Linked DNA regions of Mus musculus: regions 2 and 3 are each linked to region 1. Evidence: chromatin contacts called from public promoter capture Hi-C data. All regions are on one chromosome and are shown on one strand. The core of a region is the stretch at or near the end of the contact, and the rest is flanking DNA. Distances in the headings are between cores, read along the strand shown.

Region 1 (4,643 bases), core at 1,137-3,636:
CCTGGCTGTCCTGGAACTCACAAAGATCCACCTGCCTTTGCCTCCCCTAGTGCTGGGATTAAAGCTACATGCCACCATGCCTGGCCCTAGTTTCTCTCTTCAAGACTGCATTACCAGCATGCACAGAGCCTGCATGGCTCTGTACCCAGGTCCTCTGCGGTACATACTATAGATTCCAATTTAATGTCATTATGGGATTCCTGAGTGTGTACACAAGTATGTCTCTAATACTTTTTCTAAAATGTGCATTTGGTGTTTTTCCTGCAAGTATCTCTGTGTGGGGGCGTCAGGCCCCTTGGGACTGGAGCTATAGACAGTTGTCATTATACTCTTCACATGCAAAAGGAGCTTATGGAGCCTACTGAGCCCAGCATCCAGAAGGCTGGCAGCTAGAAGCAAAGCCAAGGCTAGAAAGAGCAGCATGTCCTTGCTGTATCTGGCATCCCCACACCACGTCTCCCAGTGAGAAACTCAGCCGTCTCAGTTTAGAATCCTGAGGCCTTCTCTTACCCAAGTGCTTGGTGTTGAGACTGAAGTCCACACAGGTGACTGCATCTCGGTGGCCCTTAAAATGTCTCTCCAGTGAGGGGTCCTCCTGGAAAAAAAAAAAAAAAAAAAAAGCAAGGTCAAATGGTTATAACGAGATAACAGGTCCTCCCTGGAACTAAGACTCTTCCTATAACCAGGAGACGTTAAAAGCACTCAAATCATGATCTCGTATGTTGAAAATTCTAAGGAATCCACTATAAACTGCTAGGACAAATGAGTACAGCAAGGAAGGGTTCACGATCAGCAAACACACAACCACACAAACGATCAGACGAATCAATAAATCCACAACAAACAGATCAAATATGGGCCCAGTGTGGGGAACAAACACCTTTAATCCCAGCACTTGGGAGGCAGAGGCAGGTGGAACTGTGAGTTCAAGGCCAGCCTGGTCCACACAGTAAATTCCAAGAGAGCCAAGACCATAGTAAGTTATCTCCCTCCACCTCAAACACCAAAAATTAAAAACAAAACAAGCAAACAACAACAACAAAAAAAACAAAACGACAAAACACACACACACACACACAACCAAACCACCTGAAGAGCTCCAAGGAACCCAGCTTGGGAAAGGATATTTCTATGATACAGCGAAGCCATTGCTATTCCACAAAGCTCTACCCCAAACAAAGGTGAGGCCCAGTGCCCAGCTCCACCCCCAAGCACACCTGCAGGTTCACGCCTTTTAACAGATGGCCTGGTAGTTCAGGGGTAAGAATCAACTAAGGAGCAAGGGCTCATTCCCTCTCCTGTCCTCACCAGAGCCTCTCAGAAACACAAGGGTGAGGAAGTGTCCATCCTAGGCTCAGTGGGCAGAAGCAGATTCAGGTCTGACTCCATCAGTGACACCCCTTCCCAATGCCTTCTTCCCTGAACAGTTTCCCCTAAAATCTGCGTGGAGCTAAATGTAAACAGAATATCAAATCGGCACTCAAAAGTCTGGTTTCTATTTCTACCCAAGTCTTCTCAGGTGCATCAGGTACCACCTGGCCCTGTGGAAGCAAATTCTTATTTAAAGGACCAATTTGAAGTCCTTTTCTGGAGTGGGGGGAGGGGTCAGAATCGAGCCCTGGACACACTGCAGGCTTCCGCTATCCCAGGCATCCCGATGGCCTACTGCTTCTACTTGTTGGAAAAGGATGTCACCTCCAAAAAAGACCTGTTGCTCACAAGAGGCCAAGCTTACGAGGCTCGCCCCAGGCCACGACAAGGGTCGGGCCTTGATGGTGTCTTCCTCAATACGCCGTACATTCCAGAGGCAGAGACTTATTTCTTCGTCCTGGTGGTCTAACATCTAGCCTGGCACCTGGGGTGCTAAGTCAATGCCCGGATCCACCCCGTAACCTTGGATGAGGAGGTCACCCTAGAACCCCGCGTCACCATCCGCCTCTCTCGCGGCCATTGTTCCAACCAGTCAGGTGCTCACTATCCAGGGACTTACCTGGCTGGGAGCAGCCATAGCGGGGCTAGCGGGCTGGTAGGACCAGCTGTGCCCCAAGTGCCAGAGATAGCTGGGTCGGCAGTTGTGCCAGTTCAGTTTCCGCGCCCCCAATCGCCACCAATAGCAACGCCGGTGGCGTCGCCGCGTCCCGCCCACCGCAATTAAAGGAGAAGCGCCCTAGGTTTTTGTCCGCCGACCGGAAGTCGGGTCGTTCGATAGGCGTCAAGCTCTTGTCCTCCCGCTCTTCCAGATGAGGTGACCCGCCGAGCAGCCAAAAGCCTCAGTTCGCTGTCACACTTTCCTCCTAAGAACTTAAAAAAAAAAATCTTAGATGAAGGTTTCGGCCCTTCAGCTCTAGCTCAGGTAACGGAGCGCGCAGCCATCGGGGAAATGAAGTTCTACATAGCACTTATACCCCACAGTCTTAATAAAGGTAGAACTACATTTACCGAGATGCTCCGGGGCGGGCGGAGTTTTACCATTATGAGTGACAGGCTTAAGTATCCCGGAAGGAGGATACTGACTGGCCTTGCTCTTGGCTTAAAACGTCCGATCAAGGCGCCATGGAGAACCAGGTTATTAGCGCCTTGGGACCCCAGAATGGTTCGTTCCTGCGAATACTCCTAAGTGTCTATTTAAAAAAAAAAAAAATGGAGTCATTCAAGAGTCAGAACCATGGTGCAGAAAGACATATGTTCAATTCTTAATTCTCTACTGGGTGACCTCAGGAAAAATGCGTCTACTCCGAGGGCCTGCCTCCGCGTTTGTCTTAAGAGGGGATGTGACTGCGGCCCGTCTTGCTCGGAACTCTTTAGCCTTAAGAAGGCTTTGGGTCGTAGCCTGACCTTAGCTCCAAAAAAAAAAAAAAGGTGAAAGAAGCAATCGTCGGGCGGAACCACCAGAGGCCGTCCTTTTCCACCTTCTGCAATGAAAGCAGCCGAAGCCCAGAGTGACCTGTGCATCTGACCTGAACTGGATGTTTTGTAAGATTCAAGAACCTTCCATCCATCATCTCTCCTGGGCCGGCCAACTTGTCCATACTCAAAACACTAATTAGGATCTGGCTGTGTCCTGAGGTTTCTTACCACATGCCTAGGCTTGAAACTGTGTCCCTAAATCTGCAGGGACAGTAAACTCAGAAACTGGCGTGTGGGGGAGTGTATTTGGACCTAAAAGAATGATTCATTGGTTCAGAGTGTATATGGTTCTCCCAGAGGACGAAAGTTCTATTCCCAGCTCCCATGTCAGATGGTTTACAACTGCCTGGAACTCCAGTTCTGAGGCAGTTCAACACCTCTTGTCTCCTGAGGCACACACACACACACCATTAAAAATAATTCTTTTAGTGTTTTGATGAGAGATACAGGATCTATATCTGATCCTATTTTAACTATGTTGGCATAGAATTGGTACCTTGACATTAGAAATGTTTAAGCTAATTTAACATAGGCAAGGTGAAAGTCTCAAGACAAAAATAGGTGCTCACAAATTCCCAGCCTTCCCATAAACAGTTTTCAGTTTTTCTCTTGTCAATAAGTGTGTCACGAGCACCCCATGCCAGAAACATGATGGTCACGTTTGTATATTCCTACAATGTCAAAATGAATTGCCTCTCAGGAAATTCCCAAGCTGTAGCAGTTTGCTGCTTTTCCAGATAAGGTCTCTCTATGTGGTCCTAGCGTTCCTTCCTCTGGCAGCCACAGACTTTTTATTTTTACTTTTTTAGGAATGTCATATGTAGGAATGTTTTGCCTACCTGTATGTATATGTACCATACTTATGTCTGATGTCTTATGAAGACGCCGGATCCCCTGGAACTGGCGTTGCAAACAGTTGTGAGCTGTCACGTGGGTGCTGGGTCTGAAACCCAGTCCCAAGTAACCTTAAACCAGCCCCACTAATCTTTTTCTGTTGCCTTGCTTTTTTTCTTTTCTTTCTTTTTTTTAAGAATATTGTGGGGTAGCCACCAGAGGAGACTGCTAAGACACGGATTTAAGCCAATAAAAAGTCTTTATTAGCCAGCCAGCAACTACACTGGGTGTTGTTCAAGATCCCATTGTAGCCGCAAGGCTTTCTCAGGGTGAGCTTTTAAGCATAAAATGTTCTGGGGGACTGGAGAGATGGCTCAGTGGTTAAGAGCACTGACTGCTCTTCCGGAGGTCCTGAGTTCAAATCCCAGCGACCACATGGTGTGTCACAACCATCTGTAACAAGACCTGATTCCCTCTTCTGGTGTCTGAAGACAGCTACAGTATATACATATAATACATAAATACATATAATAAATAAAATAAATCTTTTAAAAAAAAACATGTTCTAGATTGACATACTTAACATGAACAATTAGTCAGAAGAGAAACCACAGAAGTCCAAAAGCAAGGTTAGTACATTTAGAGAGTTTCCCATATCTCTGGACTTTGACGAATTAGGTAATTGTTTTAGTTTTGGCAGGCGGTGCTATCCATGTGCTGAGTTTTACAGCCTGAATGGTATTTCGGCAGTTGTGGGGTTTCATGTAGGCTGGCCTTCAGATCACTGCATTAGCCGAAGAAAGCTTTGAACTTCAGATGATCCTGCCTCCGTTCTGGAAATACAGGCTTATACCATCTTGTTTGGTTTACACAGTGGTGGGGATTTATGCATGCTAGGCAAA
Region 2 (4,643 bases), core at 557-3,056, 1.4 Mb before region 1:
TGCCTGGCCTCTCTTGGCGTCCTATCCAGGCTGTGCAGCTGATATAGGCTGGGCTGGGAGATTCTGCAGGTGGCGTGGCAAGGAAGGTCTCAGAGCTCTGTTTACCCTGGCAGGGGTCCAGGCCTAGCAACAACAAACAGTCACCCTTCCCCCAGCTTCAATGTGATTGGCCTTACCCAGGGACCCCTCATCACTAAGTCTCCAGGCCTCCCTCAGAAGCCCAGCACAGCCAGTCTCAGCCTGTTCCCTTTGGACTGAGGACACCAATGTCCATATGCTGAGTGACCTTGAGCCTAGTCAGGACCCTCAGGAACTGCCCGTGGGTGCCACTACCCCTTGACAAATAGCTCCTGTGAGTATCCAAGGTGATTCTGTCTCAGCCATTTTGTTCTCCCTGCTCCCCTCGGGGCTGGGATTGCAGGCATGTGCCACTCTACCTGTTTCTCATGCTGTTTTAGAGGTTGGGAGTCTAATGGCCCTTCACAATGTGGTAAGTAAGCTCTGGTCTGGCAATTATGTCAGCCTTGGGTAAGGATGCAAATCTTTCCTTCCTGTCATCTAGCTACCGGAAAGGTAGGCTTGGATGGCCTGTGTTCCTGGAGTTGTTGTCACCCCAGGGCCTGTTTCCTTAGGCCCTCAGCTCCCTGGCCCTCTTAGGCAGCATCTGGTCTTAGTTCATGGCTTTCACTTTACCCCACCCCCACCCCCTTCTCTCAGGCCAAAGGGCAAGACGACCATTTCTTTCTGATACAGAGGGAAACTGAGGCACGCTTGGGCTTGGCTGTGCTAGTGTTATGAGTCAGCAGGAAGGGAATCCAGGGCTTCGGGATTTGAGGAGTCCCGACTCCCAGCCTCAGGCAGGGAAGCATGAGACCCGGCCTCTGAAGGCATGCTTCACAGCGCCAGGAAGTAGATATGACATCAGGAGGTAGATATGACAAGAGAAGTCCAGCTTGGAGAGGAACAGCAGAGGCCATGGAATTAATCGGATCAGAGCCAGTGGCTGAGAAAAGAGAGGCACAGCTGTTGTCCCGGCCCCTTTAGCCTGAAAGGTCAACGCCTCCCCTAGCTCCCTACCCTCTGCCACCTGCCTCTGAGCACCGGAGCTGTAGGTGGGAATCAGGTAGAGGTGGCACTGACTACCAGCCAAGAAAGAGCCCTCCCTAAAATCTCTTTCTCACAAGTCCTGCCCCCGTTTCTGATGGGCAGGCTGACAGCAGTCACTCACTCGTAGAGTAGAGAGCATAGCGGTGCAAGGCTTGAAAAGACACAGTGCGATCTCCCCTTGTTTTCGCTGTCCTAGACCGTATTTGCTTCAGCCTCTAGGGTACTATCTCAGGGGAAGAAAAAAACTGATTGAGATAGCCCCTCCATCCACCCCTGCTAAGCAAAGGCGGTCGACCCAGGCAAGGTAGAAAAGGCGTAAGTCTGAAAGCCGTCCGTTCCAAGCCCCTCACTGAAGTTAAGCCTTCGGTATTCCTATTTCTTCTGGTTGAAGATCTCTTCGGGGATTTAGAGAAATGTAGGCAGAATGTTTCAGGGGTTCAGGGCAGTCACTGTCCTCACAAAGATCTCTGCTTTGACCTGAACCATCGCCCCGATCCTTCAAGGCTCTAGCGACCCCTCCCCAATCAGGCTCTCCCACCTATAGGCTTCGAGGTCACCAAGGGCACCGACTACCCCTTTGAGACAAGTCGGCCAGGCCCCCGCTCCTCCCCGGACCAGCCCCTCCTCCCTCGGGCAGCCTGGGATTGGCGGGCCGGGGGCGGGCCAGGGGCGGGGCCGGGCACCCTTCATCCCCTGCTGCTGCAGTTGCCGCTGCAGCCCTGCGCTCAGCCTGGAGCAGAGCGGATCTCACCCTCTGGAACGGAGTGTGCTGAACGTGCCCACCACGAGGCCAGGTACGGCCGGGGGATATAGAGCCACCAGCACAGGGGCGCTGGGCAGAAGGAGCCCACAATACCTCCCCCAGTGCATAGTCGGCTCTGGGAAGCTCTCCTTGTACCCCGAGACCCGGGCAGGCGTCTCAGCTTTCCGAGAGTCAGAATCTTGCGAGCTCCAGAGCACAGGTTTGTGAGCTTGCGGGTAGGCACCAGCTCCAAGCTTGCGCCAGGGTGCGGGGAGGGGCACCTCGTTGATTCCGCTTCTTGGTAGAGCCAAGCAGAACAGAAGGGGACAGCAGCCCGGGGTTAGATCCACAGAACACCTAGTTTGAAGCTCAGGAAACAGTGGACCGACTTCCTGAGTCAGGACCCGCGGGCACCAGCTAAAGAATGGCCGGGAGTAGACCCTGGAGCGCTGCCCCGACGGGCGCCTGAGAGGCAGATCCGCCGGTTGGCACGCCGGCGATCCGGGTATATTTATCCCGCTCTCTGGGCAGTTTGAGGGCAGATCGGGCCGGGACGCCTGAGGGGCCACGGGGTACATGCTGGCCCCAGAACCAGTGCCATTTGCAGTGAGGCCAGCGGGCACTGCCTGCTCTGGGTTTTTGTGACACTTAGGCTTGAGGGCGGGGTGCAATGGGCGCTCCTGTCCACCTGTGGACCTGGCTGGCCGAGGTGTGAGAACTAGCCAGGGCGCAGGACTCAGTTTTCATGAATGCGTGCCGTTTGTTTACACTAGAGAAGGGGGCCAAGGATGGAGCACGTGAGAACTGCGCCCCAAGCGCAGCTCCCCCTCGTCACGTGACCTGAGACCTGAATCCAGGTCTTCTTTCTCCTGTGTGCGGAGGGAGGGGGCTCTTGCACCCTGAGGAGTAACCACGAAGGACATCTCCATGGCACTTTAGCCCACCAGTCCTGTTCTTCCCCCTTTGCTTTCTCCACGTCCCGCCATTACATTGTCCCCTAAAAGAGACCCCTGGCACACAATCTGGGGTAGGGGCTTATTTTCCAGAAAAGAGGTCAGTCCCTTGGATGATTCGTTGTGTGATAGGGTGTTAGAAAGCTAGATAAATCCAAGGATCGTTCGATTTGGAAATAGGGAACATCTGCACAGCTGTGGAAACCTCCCCTAAGAAGCCCCATGATGGGAGAGATCAGGAGTGCATGAGGCCATGCCCGGCACTTTGGAGAGGCTGGGATGGCAGAACCAGGAATGCAAGCTCTGATTTCTTGGGTTTGAGCATGAGACTGTGTCTCTAGGAAAGATGAGAACGGTGTGCCTCAGAGCTTCGTTCACCCTGGGTCTGGGGATCCCATCTCTTCACTGCCTCTCAAATCATCCTTCTGAGTGTGGTCTTATCCCAGGCTTGCTGTATCCCACAGTCCAAGGCTCCAGAAAGCCAGGCCCCAAGACTTGCTTATCCCTGTACTTGAGTCAGGGGCCATGGCCCCCCTCCGACCACAAATGGAGAAACAGGCCCAACGAAGGCAGGTAGATCATGAACTCCAGGCTGAACCAGGAAAAGATCAGAAGCTGAATGAAGCACACCCTGGGAGTCTGCGCTGGGTGTGAGTGGAAGCAGAAAGACTGAGGGCAAAGCATGTTTGCAAGGCAGTGCCTGCGAGAGACTAAATGCAGTTTAGGCATTTGTGTGCCCAGCAAGCTGAAATGTGATGTTTGTGCTGTCGTCGTCGTTGTAGGAAGGGGCCCCGTGGGAAGAGTTCTATTGTAGATATCACAAGGAACTGGGTCCCACAGAGTAGGTAAGTTAGTCTAAGAACTTTGAATGCATTCCATTCATTCAGTATGATTATTGAGTACCTACTATGTGTCTTGCACACAGTGTGACCGGTGAAAGCATACTGAAGAGGTGGGCCTTTGACTTTGGATGGGAAGACAGACACAGGAGGCTAGGGTGGGACCTCTAGAGGACCAGGCAGCACTTCTGGGGGCCAACGGGAAGGACCAGCTGCTGGGGCAGGAGGGGCTTTCCTGCCAGTGGCCCAGGGTTGCTTGGCTTTGAATTTCCGCTCTGCGGGCCACGTCCTGTACACAGCCCCTCAGCCAGCACGTCTGCACCTGTGTGTGACCACTGACAATAGGAGCCGCTCCAGCTGACCATCGCCTCTGCTTGTCTTTTCCTCTGTTCAGGTAAATAAGTCTTGAGGTCTCTGAACTTCCTAGTAGAGCCTGGCCTTATGACCTTCCTGGTCTTGGCTCCACTGGATGTGACATGGCATCGGGCTGGTGGGATAGGACTTGAATTTGTGGAGACCGGAAGATGCAGTGGTGGCCTTATGGAGTCCTCCCTGGGTTCTGCCTAGGGACTCCATGGTACATACTACGGAGCCTGACACACACCTGCCTCATACCCTATGCATGGCCATTTTGTCTCCTTCTCCCTCCTTGCTCCTTCTAGGACTCTCTGTCTTTGTTGGGGCCCCGAGGTTGTTTGATTGTTTGTTTTGGTTTTGTGGGATTTTTTTTTTTTTTGGTTATTTCACGGCAGGGTTTTTTCTGTATCCTGTCTGTCCTGGAACTTGTTTGGCAAACCAGGCTGGCCTTGAGCTCACAGAAATCCATCTGCTTTTGTCTCCCAAGTGCCGGGATTAAAGGTGTGTGCCACTTCTGACCCAACTCTGTTTTTGTGTTTCTTCTTTCTTTTTTTTTTCTTTTCTTTTCTTTTCTTTTTAAGATTTATCTATTTATTTATTTATTTATTTATTTATTTATTTATTTATTTATTTATTTATTTATTG
Region 3 (4,643 bases), core at 1,273-3,772, 1.3 Mb before region 1:
TTTGAGAGTGTGTGGTCCGGAGGACTGTCCACCACTGCCTGGCAAGGTTAGAAAGCCTGGGCCACCAGACGTCAGAACAAGGTGGAGTCTTCAACAAATGGTTCACAGGACTTGTCTGCCTCAGAGTCAAACTCTAGTCCCATCTCGGGTGAGGTATCCCAGAATCCTAAATGTGTACCCTGTACCCTTCACACTGATCCTGAAGGGTGTTCTGGAAGCAGCCAGTTACATCTTAGGCAAATGGGAGGGGGAGCCTTACCTCCTACCCGCCGGCTCCAGGGACTGTGCTCCAGCAGTTCCACCAAGAGGCAGGGCAAGTTGTGAGTCCTGAGCATGCGGTTCAGTGTGCTCAGGGAAAGGCTAGAGGTAGGGTAGAAGGGTGGTCAGCAGAGGCCACGGGCCAGGACACACAGCCCCTTGTTGTGTGCTCGCCCCCGGGCCTTGGAGGGTGGCCCACCTATCCACGCAGTCTGTGATGTAGCGAAGCACCGAGAGGGCTTTCAGGGATATCTCAAATTCCATCATCTCCGCCTGCTTTTGCAGCTCCTGATGGTGCGGGAGAGGGGGGTAGGGGCACAGGCACATAGCATTCACCCTGCCTGTGGAGGCTGGAGAGAACTCACATCGAGATTTTGTTAAGTCCAGGAAACCGTAGCTTACTTGCATAGGGGTACTGTCCTGGAACTGTTCTTCTTCAGACAGGTCACCACCGCCTTTCCGGGCCACTAGCAGTATCAGCTTGCGGTGGCAATAGTCTACTAGGTCCAAGACCTTGTCATCAGCTGACTCACACACCTCCTGGGGGGGTTCAGGGAGGGGATATTTCTGGGGTTCGATGCCCTCCCCGGCCGACATAGCCCACCAGGCTCAGGCCTGCAGAGTAGTGTCTCACCTTGTGGAAGAACACTGTCTCTAGGAGATTGATGATGGAGGCCTCATGGTGTACCTGTCGAAGAGGACGGGGCTGGGCTGAGAGGGAGAGACAGGGACTGGCTGTTAGCTATCTTTCTCGGCTCAGGACTCTGAGGGCCCAGCTCACCACCATGTATATGGGGAAGGTATTCTGGGGCTTGAAGTCCTCCAGCCGGCACAGCACAGGGAAAACCTTCTGTTTCCACATCTCCACCGCAATCAGCTCCTCCACCAGCGTTGGGATCTGCGGAGGACGGGGGAGAAGCAGGGGTGAAATGGCCCTGCCTTGGTCCCTCAGCTTTCCTGTCCCAGCTTTAGCCTGTCTTAAGTCTCCAACTCTCTTGGGTTTCCTCTGAATGGCCTTTACTGCCATTGCCCTCTTGCACCTTACCCCACCCTCCGTCCAGGGATACCCCACTTTAGGGCAGCTCTGCTCTTCCTGTCCTTATTCTGGTCTTTGTCACCTGGCCTTACTCTTACTTCAGCCCTTTACTGAGCCCTGTTCCTAGACCAATCCCTGCTACCCAGCTCTGCCTTTCTCTTGCAGGAGAACTAGGGCCGCCCTTGGCCCAGCCTCCAGCCAGGCATCTTTCCCGGCTTCTACTTTCTCCTAGTGTGCTACCTTCCCCATTTGGAAAGCCTCACTTCCTCCTTAGAGAGGATCTCTTTGGCCTTACAGTCAATTCAGGCTCATGTCAGCACTTGAGCACTCCCCCTGGAGCCTAGGATCCATGGCTCCATCCACTCTCGCATCCACTGAGGGTACAATAGGAAATGTAGCCAGCCAGGTACAGCGAGGCATGCCTGCAGCCCCGGCACTTGGGAGGCAGACACAGTTAGGCTAATGGCCATCTGGGCTACAGATCAACACCTTATCTCAAAATAAAACAAACATATTTTTCTTTCCCACTTAGGTGTACCAGGCCTGAAGGAAGAACAGGTGCTGCCTAGTGTCCCCAAGAGGTACAATAGAAGGCAGGAATCCTGCCTGGGACCTGGACGTACCTTCCCATGGTTGATTAGCAGTTCCTGGATGGGCTCAGCCTGGCTGATAGTTGCATCAAGGATGGCTTGCATGTTCAGCTTCTCCAGGCTCTCATGCTGCTTATTCCACCTGCCCCCGAAGGGATGTATGTACATTGGGTGACCAGATGTGCAACGGGAGTGAGGGTGGGGTTGGATCCTACTGAAGACTACCATGATCCTGTCCTGGGGCCAGAGGGGCACGGGGGCCATACGCTTCTATCTCAGAGAGCTTTGCCTACCCACCTGGAGGCCCCTCCACACTGGCAACCCCTTCTCCAATGTCAGTTCCAAGCTCCTCCACTAAAAGACCAGTGACTCCACCTGTGGCGGCTGCCTCACCCTTCAGAGCCCATCTCCCGAAGCTGGAAGCTGCGCAGGCCCCGCACCAGCACCTCAGCCTCCCCAGGCAGCAGCAGTTCCAGGTCACCCATGCCAGGGGCTAAGATTCCTTTGGTTTTGGGAAGCAACCCGAATAGGGAAAACTGAAACACTTAGGACTACAGAGTCCAGCGGTAGGACCAAAGTCTTGGGACAGGGCAGTTGCCAAGCCGTTGAAGCGCTTGAGTCGTCGTCGCCATGGAAACGAGGGAGCTTGGCGCCTGCGTAGTTTTGTCTCGATACCGCTCTTGCCACGCCTACCTCACCGCCAATAAGCAGCCCCAGATGCCAGACCCACTCGCCACACCTCCCCAGGGCTTGCACAGCTGTGAGTGTGCAACTCCTGCAGCTGCACTGTCTTAGCCCCTCAATAGGGTAGCTACCGCGGTCTCAGCAGCTGAGTCTTTCAGTTTTTCGTTTTTATGACATAGGCTGGCGTGGAACTTCCTATTTATACCGAGCTGGCCTTCAAATCAAAGGGTTCCACTGGCCTCTGTGTGCTCTGTCTTTCTAGTGCTGAAATTAAGGCATGCGTTACCAGGCTCAGGCCCGCAGCCAGGAGTCCTAATGATGTGCACCTAACATACCTCCCTCCAGAATGGCGCTGGCTCCCAAAATACCAGACCACAGCGGCTTACCAGGAAGAACCTTCCTCCCGCCCTCTCTCCTACCCACGTGCTTCATTTTTTTTGTCCCATTCTCTTTTATTTTAAAAACGTTTGTGTGTGAGCCATCTCCCCAGAACCCCATCCTCTCTTTGAGATGGATTCTCATTATATAGCCAAGACCGACACGGAGCTCGCTATAGAGCCAGGGCTGGTTTAAGCTTTCCTTCTTCTTGGTCGGCTTCCCCAGTGTTGTGGATTGAGGCGTGCACCACCGTGCTTGTTTTCCACGTCCCAACCTCATGAGCTTTCCCTGAGTTCCTCCTACAGGCTTTCTGAGACAGGGTTTGACTATGTCAGCCAGGCTGGCTTTAACTCTGTATAGTCCAAGCTGTCTTTGAACTAATTCACTTGTGTCAGCCTCCTTAGTGTTAGCATCACAAGCATGCGCCACCATGTTTGGGCCCTTGCCTTATTTCTTCTGGAATAGTCTTACTCCTTCAAGGCTCAGTCACTCAGATCCTCCTTGGCCATCTAATACAGAGCAATTTTTGCTCCTGTCCCAATATATTATATCCATCTTACCTGATTCTAGTTCTTTCGGTTTATAGGCCAGAGCAGTGCTCATAGCTGAGAACTTGCCTGTCTAGCATGCACAGAGCCTTGGCTTCAGTCCCCAGGACTGCATACGTGGGGTGTGGGAACATAAATCTATAATCCTAATTAACTAACTCAGGAGACCAAGGCAGGAGAATCAGAAGTTCAAATCAGGAAGTTCCAGGCCACTCTGTGCTTTATAACAGCCCGTCTTAGCTCCACCTCGTACTGACCGCCAAAAAATAAAAATAAAAAAACAAACAAACAAAAAGTTAAAAATCTAAGTGTGGCCAGGCATTCCAGCGCCCACCTTTAATCCCAGCACTCAGAGGCAGAGGTAGTCAGCTCCCTGACTGAGTAGGCCAGCCTGGGCTACGTAGTGAATCCCAGGACAGCCAGAGTTACATAGTGAGACTTTGTCTCAGAAAAATCAACCTCCTTCATCCCTCAAAACCCAAAACAAACCAACCAATCAACAAACAAAAACCTTCAGCCTGTTTGACATTTTTGCCCACTAGATGGCGCTCCAGCCAGCCCAGGCCAGTTGGCATGGCTTTCACATTCACTGGTCTTTAGTTGTTGGCTGAAGCAGTACTCAATATTCCACAGGATGAAACACATAACTTTATTTACAAAACCGAGTCTCACCCTCCAGACCATATGTACAACCATACTTGTCTAGCTCCAGTGGACCAAGGAGGCCTTAGTAGGGGCAAGTAGCCATAGTAACATGTTCCAGCTAGCCAGCCTCACTTCCAGCAGATGATGATGTTGGGGTCATTTTCTAGTCGCTCGTCCAGCTCATGGTAGCTCATGCCTGGGGCAGGGGGGTGGGGAGGAGGTGTGAGCAAGGCAAGGTCAGCTGCCCTGGCATGGCCACTCAGCCCTCACCTCACCCAGCCTGCCCTGCCTGCCTCCACCTGTCTTGCAGCAGATCTCATCATAGCTGTGACAGCCCGTGTAAAGCCTGGCAGGGTGGCTCCGCTCCTCCCGAGACACTCGGACTGGATATTTCTGTAGTCTCCGGATAAGGTTCTTCATCAGCCCAAACTGGATCAGCTTCCTGAGCGATTGTGGGGGAGAGAGGTGATATCCCGGACACGCTAGCCCTGTGGTACGTTATGG

Evidence for each region. Promoter capture Hi-C pulls out the DNA fragments that hold promoters and counts their contacts. Capture Hi-C pulls out chosen DNA fragments and counts their contacts.
Region 2: a contact with region 1 is called in a promoter capture Hi-C map of liver. The contact joins the promoter of Slc38a3 here to the promoter of Poc1a in region 1.
Region 3: a promoter capture Hi-C map of liver shows a contact between it and region 1, with 10 times the contacts expected there. The contact joins the promoter of Zmynd10 here to the promoter of Poc1a in region 1. A contact is called at or near these places in 5 of 39 promoter capture datasets (the C10 cell line, liver, neutrophils and 1 more), 1 of 484 Hi-C or Micro-C datasets (B cells), 1 of 115 datasets of contacts at active chromatin or transcription factors (astrocytes) and 1 of 9 other capture datasets (pancreatic islet).

What each region holds. Positions count from the first base shown.
Region 1 is chr9:106,278,804-106,283,446 of GRCm38.p6, reverse strand. It overlaps Poc1a (POC1 centriolar protein A), which reads right to left and starts at 2,386. Exons shown (of 11, transcript NM_027354.2): 1 at 1,991-2,386; 2 at 511-595. The coding sequence starts at 2,008.
Region 2 is chr9:107,664,562-107,669,204 of GRCm38.p6, reverse strand. It overlaps Slc38a3 (solute carrier family 38, member 3), which reads left to right and starts at 1,806. Exons shown (of 16, transcript NM_001199217.1): 1 at 1,806-1,901.
Region 3 is chr9:107,545,183-107,549,825 of GRCm38.p6, reverse strand. Zmynd10 (zinc finger, MYND domain containing 10) reads right to left here and starts at 2,522. Exons shown (of 12, transcript NM_053253.4): 1 at 2,278-2,522; 2 at 1,918-2,026; 3 at 1,040-1,156; 4 at 893-946; 5 at 661-798; 6 at 458-546; 7 at 260-360. The coding sequence starts at 2,369. Gm34106 (predicted gene, 34106) reads left to right here. Exons shown (of 2, transcript NR_168657.1): 2 at 1,827-2,258. Nprl2 (NPR2 like, GATOR1 complex subunit) reads right to left here. Exons shown (of 11, transcript NM_018879.2): 10 at 4,439-4,581; 11 at 4,120-4,335. The coding sequence ends at 4,268.